Regions from separate parts of the Muntiacus reevesi genome. Here region 1 is linked to region 2. Evidence: chromatin contacts called from public Hi-C data. All regions are on one chromosome and are shown on one strand. The core of a region is the stretch at or near the end of the contact, and the rest is flanking DNA. Distances in the headings are between cores, read along the strand shown. Region 1 holds the start of GDE1 (glycerophosphodiester phosphodiesterase 1). Region 2 holds the start of SMG1 (SMG1 nonsense mediated mRNA decay associated PI3K related kinase).

What was found. Hi-C and Micro-C count contacts between places; a contact is called where the count stands out from the background.
Region 1: a Hi-C map of blood shows a contact between it and region 2, with 4 times the contacts expected there. The contact joins the promoter of GDE1 here to the promoter of SMG1 in region 2. A contact is called at or near these places in 2 of 3 Hi-C or Micro-C datasets (blood and muscle).

Annotation. Positions count from the first base shown.
Region 1 is chr2:195,814,301-195,818,911 of mMunRee1.1, forward strand. It overlaps GDE1 (glycerophosphodiester phosphodiesterase 1), which reads right to left and starts at 2,602. Exons shown (of 6, transcript XM_065924421.1): 1 at 2,190-2,602. The coding sequence starts at 2,450.
Region 2 is chr2:195,274,788-195,279,610 of mMunRee1.1, forward strand. SMG1 (SMG1 nonsense mediated mRNA decay associated PI3K related kinase) reads right to left here and starts at 3,367. Exons shown (of 65, transcript XM_065924419.1): 1 at 2,875-3,367.

The DNA of each region.
Region 1 (4,611 bases), core at 1,352-3,851, 540 kb after region 2:
GCCTAAAAGTCTGTCCTTTTTTTTTTTTTTTGCTTGTTTTTTTATTGTTTTATTTTGTTCCTGATGTTTTTAGAATTATTTTTAAGCAGAATGCTAGAAGAGCTGCTCTGTCTCCCTTCTGTCACAAAGAACTAAAGGGAAAGAAGCATAAAAGACATAACTTGGTTTATAAAGTTAGATGCCCTTCACCAAATTAAAACTGCCTTCTGACCCTCTTCCTTCTTCAGACTTAAAACTTTTTACCTTTGTCTTTAGATTCTTGGCCCAAAGAGCTAACATTTGTGGAAGTCTTATCTTGGGCCGAGCACTTTATGTAGACTACTTTACTGAATCACAACTGATTAGGCGGATATTAACATTATTCCCACTTTACCAATGAGGAAACTAAGGTCAGAGCTAGGATCAGAGTGAGGCAAGGTATGCTATGCTTGCTACTTCCTACTCGTGACTCTGACTGGGGCACAGAGCGCTTAAGTAACTCGCTCACCACACAAAACTGTCTGTCCCTTAGCTGGACAAAGAAAGGTCAGTCCAAATTCAACATCCTGGAACATGAATATTCTAATCTACAACAAAGAGCACTGGGGCTTAGAATCAGAAGGTGATACCGCGCAGGGCCCTGCAGAGCTCGTGGGCACAAAGACTTATTTGTGTCCCCCCACTTCTTGTATTATAGGAAACAGCTTTCAGCCAGCCTCCATGACCTTCCCTGAGTTCCAAAGGGCAGAGTCAAGCAGTTGTTAATCAGGGAAGGGAGACCAGGGAGAAATAGTCAAGAGCAGTCTTGGGGCAAGGTCCTGTTTCCCTATCAATAGATAAACACAGCAATATCTTTGAGTTATTTTACAGGTACTAAAACCCCCTCCAGGTGGGTGAATTTATGATTAACGAGGGTATGCTGCCCAGAAGCATGTAGATCCCAGACCAGTTGGACCTGAAGGTTGAAGATGTTGACTCCCACTTAGCTCACCACCAACCCATCAGAAGAATGTCCATGAGCTGATCATGCCCTCTTTGAAGAATTACTATAAAACTCGCTGTCTTTCCAAAGTGGGGACACATGGTTTTGAGAGCATTAGCCCACTGTGGCCCCCTTTCCTTGGCAAAGCAATAAAGCTATCTTTTTCTACTTCACCCAAAACTCTGTCTCTGAGATTTGACTTGGCACCGGTGTAGAGAGAAGCTGAGCTTACAGAGTCAAACGCTGAATTTGAGAAAGAGCTGTGTGTGTTTGAGCCAGTATTCCTACTGACTCAACGTTAAACTGTTTCAGAGAAATGAGAGGATCAGATATATTTTCACAGATGCAACAGTGCCCAGACAACTGGAAAGCTCTCTTACTAAGCAAGCTATCATTATGATGAAGTCTGGAGACTGCCAAGAGAGCCTTGTGAAAAGGGGAGGCAGAAATCATCAGGAGTCCTGCTGTCAGGGTTGTCTGACCCTGGGGATCCTAATAAGGAGAGGATCTGGATACTTAGGAGGGCAAATAAAGACAGCCCCTGTGAAAGCGATCCACTTAGAATATGTAAGCTAACCACTGACCAAGACTCTCCTTAACCAGGCCAGATTTCCTGCTTCATTCACACACCAACCTTTGTTTAGCCCCTTGAACTCAGGCCATATACTATTCTGTTACCTAAGGATCCCAACATCATTCCCACCTCAGAACCTTTGCACTTGCTGTTTCCATTTCCTGGAGCACTCTCCCCCCAGATTAATGGGTGGCTCTTCATAATTACAGTTTCAGTTCAAAGGTCACTTTCCAACAGGATTTTTGTCTACAGTAGCATGACTTCTTCCTCTAGTCATTCCTTATTGCGTTAGCCTATTTCTTCATTGCACTCATTGCTCTCTTAAAAGTACCTCATTTACGTACTTGTTTAAGGCCTGTCTCCCCTACTCCAACGCCAAGCTCTGTGAAAGCAGGGACCCCTTCTGTCTTGGTCATGACTATCCTCAGTACCTGGCATATAGCAAATACACAGGTATTTGCAGTGTTCCATAAATACTTGGAAGTCAGGAGATTTTCCGGAATTCAGACGGATTGATGGTCACCTCAGTGTATTCTTTGTGGACGAATGGGGAATGGCAAGGCCATCATGAAAAGGCTGGGGAAGCTTCGGAAAGGCAGGCAAAAGTCCAACCTCCCAGGAGGGGCACAGGGGCGGGAGGGGCGCGGGACTCACCTGCCGAATGGCCGCCAGCGTGTTCTCGGGAGCGTCGTGGCTGCCTCCGCGGTGGGCGATGGCGGAAACGCGGTCCCGGGGCTTGAGCACCTGCAGAGCCCTGCGGGAGGGCACCGGCTCAAAGCTGAAGAGGCGCAACAGGAGGTAGAGGCTGCCAGTGAAGAGGCAGGCATTGAAGGGACTGCGCGTCAGCAGCAGCAGCACCAGCAGCAGGAAGGAGAAGGGGCCCATGAGGCCCCCCTGATCCTCCCACAGCCACATGCCGGCGCCCGCACCGGCACGGATGGGAGGCCCGGACCCGCCGGGCTCCCAGGACAGGACACCGAGAAGCGAGGACGAGAGCCCAAAACGCCGGCTGCAGCCAGCACCCTTTGAGTGGACCAGCGCCGCACAATGGCGGCAGCCGCTACTTCCGGAGAAGGAGTCCGAGGCCCAGCCAATCAGGGCCGAGGATCTCCAGAGCTCGGGGCGGAGCCGCTGCCAAGGCAACGGAGACGGGCTCAGGCTCCCGGCTGGCATTCCAAAGTGGCTTTGGGTTTAACCTGCAGTCCGGACTTTTATCAAGGCTTTCAAACACTAGAAAGAAGGGGAGGGATATAAGAGCAGTCTTAAGGTCGTAAGACTAGAAAAGATCTTAATGACTCGATTTTGCCATCAAGAGACCTGCCCAGGGTTCCTTTGAAGGAGCACGACGCTTAGACTATTTATTAGTTTAAGGTATGCAAACACCGGGGTTTCCCTTGTGACTCGGCTGGTAAAGAATCCGCCTGCAATGCGGGAGACCTGGGTTCCATCCCTGAGTTGGGAAGATCCCCTGGAGAAGGGAAAGGCTACCCACTCTGGCCTTGGAGAATTCCATGGACTGCATAGTCCATGGGGTCGCAAAGAGCCAGACACTACTGAGTGACTTTAACTTCACTTCATGCAAACACCAGTCCAGATGCTCAGGGCAACAGCAGTGAACAGGACCGACAGGGTCCTTGCTCTCATGGTGCTTACATTCTCGTGGGGGGGGAAATAATAGACTGTACAGCTAACATTTATAGAGCATATAACCATGTTACGGACTTTCCCGGTGACTCAGACGGTAAATCGTCTGTCTACAATGCGGGAGACCCGGGTGTGATCCCTGGGTCAGGAAGATCCCCTGGAGAAGGAAATGGCAACCCATTCCAGTATTCTTGCCTGGAAAATCCCATGGACGGAGGACCCTTGTAGGCTGCAGTCCATGGGTTCGCTATGAGTCCGACACTACTGAGCGACTTCACTTTCACTTTTTCACTTTAACCATGTTACAGGTTCCATTCCTGCAAGTGCTTTATGTATTACTGATTCTCACAACAGCTTCAGTTGCGTATTTTCTCTGGAGACTGAATTCAGTCAACTTGAGAAGGATGTTTCAGATTCAAAGGGAATAAAAGATCATAGCAAAGCAAACTACTGTCAAGTTGCAGTCATTTCATATGCTCATAAGGTTATGCTCAAAATCCTTCAAGCTAGGCTTCAGCAGTATGTGAACTGAAAACTTCCAGATACACAAACTGGGCTTAGAAAAGGCAGAGGAACCAGAGAGCAAATTGTCAACATCTGTTGGATCATAGAGAAAGTTAAAGCAATTCCAGAAAACAATGTACTTCTGCTTCATTGACTATGCTAAAGCCTTTGACTGTGTGGATCACAACAAGCTGTGGAAAATTCTTAAAGAGGTGGGAATACCAGAAAATCTTACCTGTCCCTTGAGAAACCTGTAAGCAGAACAAAAAGCAACACTTAAAACTGGACATAGGACAATGGACTGGTTCCAAATTGGGAAAGAAGTACATCAAGGCTGTATATTGTCACCCTTATTTAACTTATATGTAAAGTATATCATGCAAAATGCCAGGCTGGATGAATCACAAGCTGGAATCAAGATTACTAGGAGAAACATCAACAACCTTAGATATGCAGATGATACCACTCTAATGGCAGAAAGGGAAGAACTAAAGAGCCTCTTAAGAGGGTAAAAGTGGAGAGTGAAAAAAAAGTTGACTTAAAACTCAACTTTCAAAAAACTAAGATCACAGCGTCTGGTCCCCCAAAAGTAGAAACGGCAGCAGATTTTTGTTTTCTTGGGCTCCAAAATCACTGCAGATGGTGACTGCAGCCATAAAATTAAGATTCTTGCTCCTTGGAAGGAAAACTATGAGAAACCTGGACAGTATATAAAAAAGCCGAGCCATCACTTTGCTGACAAAGGTCTGAATAGTCATAGCTATGGTTTTTCCATAGTCGTGTACAGAAGTGAGAGTTTCTTCTCACAAAGAAGGTTGAGTGCTAAAGAGTTGATGCTTTCAAACTGTGGTGCTGGCAAAGACTTTTGAGAGTGTCTTGGACAGCAAGGAGATCAAACCAGTCAATCCAAAAGGAAATCAACCCTGAA
Region 2 (4,823 bases), core at 2,117-4,616:
TATAAAAATGCTTTCTGCTAAGATGTATGCTTTTAGCAAAGGTGGGCTTGCTCTGTTGCCACATGACACAAGTCTACTCAGCCACCTGGAACACTTCCTGTCAACATGTATGAAGTATCATGTGTGGCCATCACTAACTCAACAGTCAGTTTCCAGACTGACAAACACTGAAAAGAAACCAACCAAAAGTCGCCTTTTTAAAATCCTGCTTTTTAAGAAGCCTAAATTAAGGGAAAGAGAACCAAAAAAATCAGGAAGACTGGCACAGAAAGGCAAATAACTTTTTTAAACCAAAATGATTCTGACGAACCATAAGGAATCTGCTTGCATTTGAAGGTGCTGAGAGAAACGAACCCCCATTTAAACAAGCAGGAAATTGAGCTCCATTCTCTCAGTTAACTGGAGTCTGTCACCTTCCTAAAGTGAAGAGGGAACAGAATAACAACAACCCCAAATTTAACTCATGAAAATTTATGACTTGGCAAACACCTGAGTTGGGTTTTTTTTTTTTTTTTTTTTTTTGGCTATTTAACAAAACAACTAGGCAATCGTGCAAAGAAATCAAGTTTTGCTATGGTATATTGTCAGTATTTTTCTGTTCTCTCCTCTGAAAAAGTCAAGTATTTCCAACATCCTAATCAATTCATGGGCTCTCAAGGTGTCTCAGAGGTTAAAAAAAAAAAAAAAAAATCTGTCCGCCAATACAGGAGACACGGGTTTGTTCAGGAAGATCCCTTGGAAAAGGAAACGGCAACCCACCCCAGTATTCTTGCCTGGGAAATCCAATGGACAGAATAACCTGGCATGGAATGGATACAGTCCCTGGGGTTGCAAAGGAGTGGGGAACTAAACAAGAATCAACTGTTACCTAGGCAGTAAGTTCTGAGACTTTGTAACAGAGCACAGCTTCAAAGAATACACAGCCTACCCAACATACAGCCAAGATATAAAGTATTTAAAAGAAGAAAATATGAATAAAATTAATAACCCATGTATATATTCCATAACTATATAAGCCACCCTGCTTCATACCAGTCAAATGAAGCCCAGTGATCTCAACCCATAGCTTTAACTATGCTACTGCATTTATTCAGAGCCACAAGCTACAATTTATTCTTTTCCAGAAACTCTAGGGCTATTTGTAAATGGCACTTTATTTAGTCCTCTAAAGGGATACTATGTTCATTCTTTTACATATGCTGACCACAGTACTGAAAAATAATGGAAAATCTGTCAAAGACCTCTCAAATGTCAAATCATGCTCATTTATCATGTAGTCAACAGGTGGAAAAAAAATTAAATTTACACATTACAACAAGCATATAAAACAACTAAGAATGTCAATTACAGATTTAAAAAAAAAAAAAAAACTAGTTAACTGATTTTATGTGAAGCATGCACAAACCCTAAGTGGCAAAGGAAGAGTAAAACTATGCTTTCCAAACTTGTTTAACTATTTAACATCTCAATTCTAGGCTCAAGTATTAACTTTTAAAGTCACCTGTTCTCAACAGACACAGGATTTGGAAAGGCATATTAAGCAGAATAAGATGTGTACCACTCATTAACCAAAAGATTATTTTTATTTTTCTATCAAGTCTTAAGTGCTACATTCTAACATCTTACGAATTTCCAAACACTGCTGGAATTACACGTACCATTAAGAAGCAAAAGTCATCCCAACAACGTGTGTGTCTAACATTTATCTGCCTAGTTTCTGGGTAATCATAACACACGTGTGCTTCAAAATATGAGAGCACAGTGAATCAACTGACCCTAAAATATTACATACATTTAGGGAGTTCTTCCAGGCACTGGGCGAAGTTCCAATAGTCTATTACAAGCACTTATTCAGTAAGAGAGGTAAGAATAAATCAGTCCTAAATAAGGTACAACTGGCCCATGATTAGTCAGAAAGACATGAAAATTACTTTTTTTTTTTTTAAGTCAATGCTCCTCAAGGAGTTCCCTCGTGGCCTAGTGGTGAGGATTCCCGGCTTTCGCTACCCAGGCCCAGGTTCGATGCCTAGTAGAGCAGCTGGGATCCTGCAACCAGCGTGGAGAGGCCAAAAAAAAAACAGGGAAAAAAAACAAAAAACAGTCGATTTTCCAAATATTCACTTCCAACTAGGCCCCAAACCTTTCTGAAAACAAATTCTCTACTCCTGTAAACGAGTGTCCGCTCAAGTGTCCAGGTATGAACTGCTCTCCGCCCAAATAACTGCCCCTGCACTTCACTCTTCAGTACCAGGGTCGGTCGGTCCCCATTAACACAGTCACAATCACGTCTCACGCTCCACAACTACCCTGTTGTCAGAGTAAAGACTCGGGAGTGTTGGGTTGTGTGTGTGTGTGTGTTTTAAGATTAACACGTGGGGGGGGTGGGTGTCACAATAGAGATCGCTGTTAAGGAAAAATCTTTCACGTGGGGGCTGAGCGGGTGAGAGATCAGGGAAGTTAATGGATAAACAGAGAGGATCCAATACTCTCAGGATCCCTCAAACTCAACGCCCAACTTGAGGGAAAGGTAGTAAGTCAACTCACCCCCACAACCTGGTCCCCCTTCCTTCACCCTCCTGAACCCAATTCCTAGGCAAGTGCCTTCTCCCGGGGTCCCGGGTTCTCGACTCCAGCCCCCGGACTGAAGCGCAGGGAAAGGGGAGGCATTTAGGCCTCGCCTCCCAGCGGCCTTCCTCTCCCGACCGGGGCGGGAGGGGACCCAGGAAGCCGCGCCCGGTTTTCGGTGCGGGGGGGGGGGGGTGCGGGGGGTGTGGAGAGCCTAGGCCGCGCCTCCCACCCCGGCGGTCCTAGGCCTCGGCCCGCCCGAGGAGGGGCCCGAGGTCGCGGCGGCGGGCTGGGCGCCGGCTCACCTACCTGGGTTGCCAGTCATTCCAGCTCCGCGGGTATTTGGTGCCGCCGCCGCCACTGCTCAGCCGAGACCCCGGGGCTCTGCGGCTCATTACCTTCCCCGACACGACATGGCCAAGCGCCGCCGCCCGAAGAAGCGCGAGTCGCCGCCCAAACCGGCCGCCGCCGACACTCCGCTCCGGCCCGGGGCTGAGGAGGAAGCCGAGCAGCAGCAGGAGGAGGAGGCGGCGGAGGGCGGGGGAGGCGGACGGCCGTTCCGGGTTCCGCCTGAGCCCGCAGCGCAGGACGAGGAGGCGGGAGTGCCGCGGCGCGAGGGAGGCGGAGGAAGGGGAGGCGACTTCTCTTCCAGGGCCGTCCGCGGCCCGCGACGCCCGGGCCCAGGAGGAGGAGGACAGTGAGGAGGAGGCGGTGGCGACGGCGCCCCACGCTCACACAGCCACGGCTTCCCCGCCTCCCGGCTCCGCCCGCCGCGCCGCCGCTGCCGCACGGCATCCTGGGAAAGAGGGGCGGTGCCGGTGCCCGCCGGTCCAGGGCAGGGGCGGGGCCAGATCAGAAGGGCGGGGCCTGGGGCGGGGCCGGCGCACTGAGCCGACTGTCCTCCGACTGCCTGCGCTAGTCGCTGCTCTCCGCGGACCGCGCCGAAGTCCAGCCCCGCCGCGGGGGATCACGGGAGAGGGGATCTTCGCCACCACCCCCACACGCACACCCTTCCACTTACGCCCGGGGAAGCACCTGACCCCCTGAGGGCCGGGCAGTCAGGTGTAAGCCGGCAACCAGTCTAGAGCTGCGGTGCCCTTGAGGGGGTGGGGGGAGCGAGGGGGCGCGCGTGCATACATCCACACACGTGCCTTGAGGGTTCACGTGTGTCCACGTTCCTCACCTTCTACGGTAAAAAGTGGAAATTTTTAAAAAGCGGATTGACCTCCATCTACCCTGCCTCTACCTGAAATGCGCCCATAGAGTTCTGACACCTTGACCGTTTCTTCTCATTGCAAAAATAAATAAATAAATAAGTAGAAAAAGCTAATTACTGACAAGCACCAACCCCGATCCCCTGAAACGTGAAATATGCTCTATCTTCTCACGGTAACACTTGCCCACTTTCCCCAACAAAAAGAGACTGGAGAGTGGGGGTGGGAAGGAGGACAGCCTAAGCACTCTTCCCCCATCACGACAGTCCTCCGAAAGTCTTCAGTAAATCATTTGATACGTAATGCGAATGCCATGTAGAATAAAATTTCAGCAAAGTGCACATCAGACAGGTAACAGGAGTTAAATTTGGGGAGGTTATTCAAATGGATCTTACCCCTGTCTGCACAGAGGGTCTTAACCTATTTTATGTTGCAAGAGAAAAATGTATATATTGCTTGTGTGATTAAAAATGGTTACCAAACATACTTGAGATTATGAGATATTACTCATCCTCTTTCAACCTTCCACTCCTTCTTTATGCCCACCAACCTCTCAAAAAGTTATGATCCTGCCAGTTGTAGAGGATGGAAAGTTAGATTTTCAAATGCACTTTCTCACCCCCGCCCCCGCCCCACTTCACCCATCCAGGAAAAAAGAAACTCCTCTGAACTGGGGCTGTTTGACTCAACCCAGAAATTCCCACTAGGTCAGACCTAAGTATGGTCACCCACATGCGTAAAAAAAATTTTTTTTAATAAAAAACCTATGTGAAAAGGAATACATCTGGAAATTTGCCCTGGGTTCCCCCATACTTGCTTGAGGAAGGATCCCACTGTTGTAAAAGGGGCCCTACTCAATCCCTATCCTCAAGGAATTCTGGAAGTAGGGGGTCAGAGAGATAATCTATTCAATATTATTAGAAATAGCTAAAATTGCTGTGTTTGCTCAACCTTTCCTCTCTTTACCATCCTGCAAGCCTTTCTCACAATCTGAGTAAAAATGCCCCCTCACCCAAAGCCTTTTCTTAATTCTAAATTTTGAGG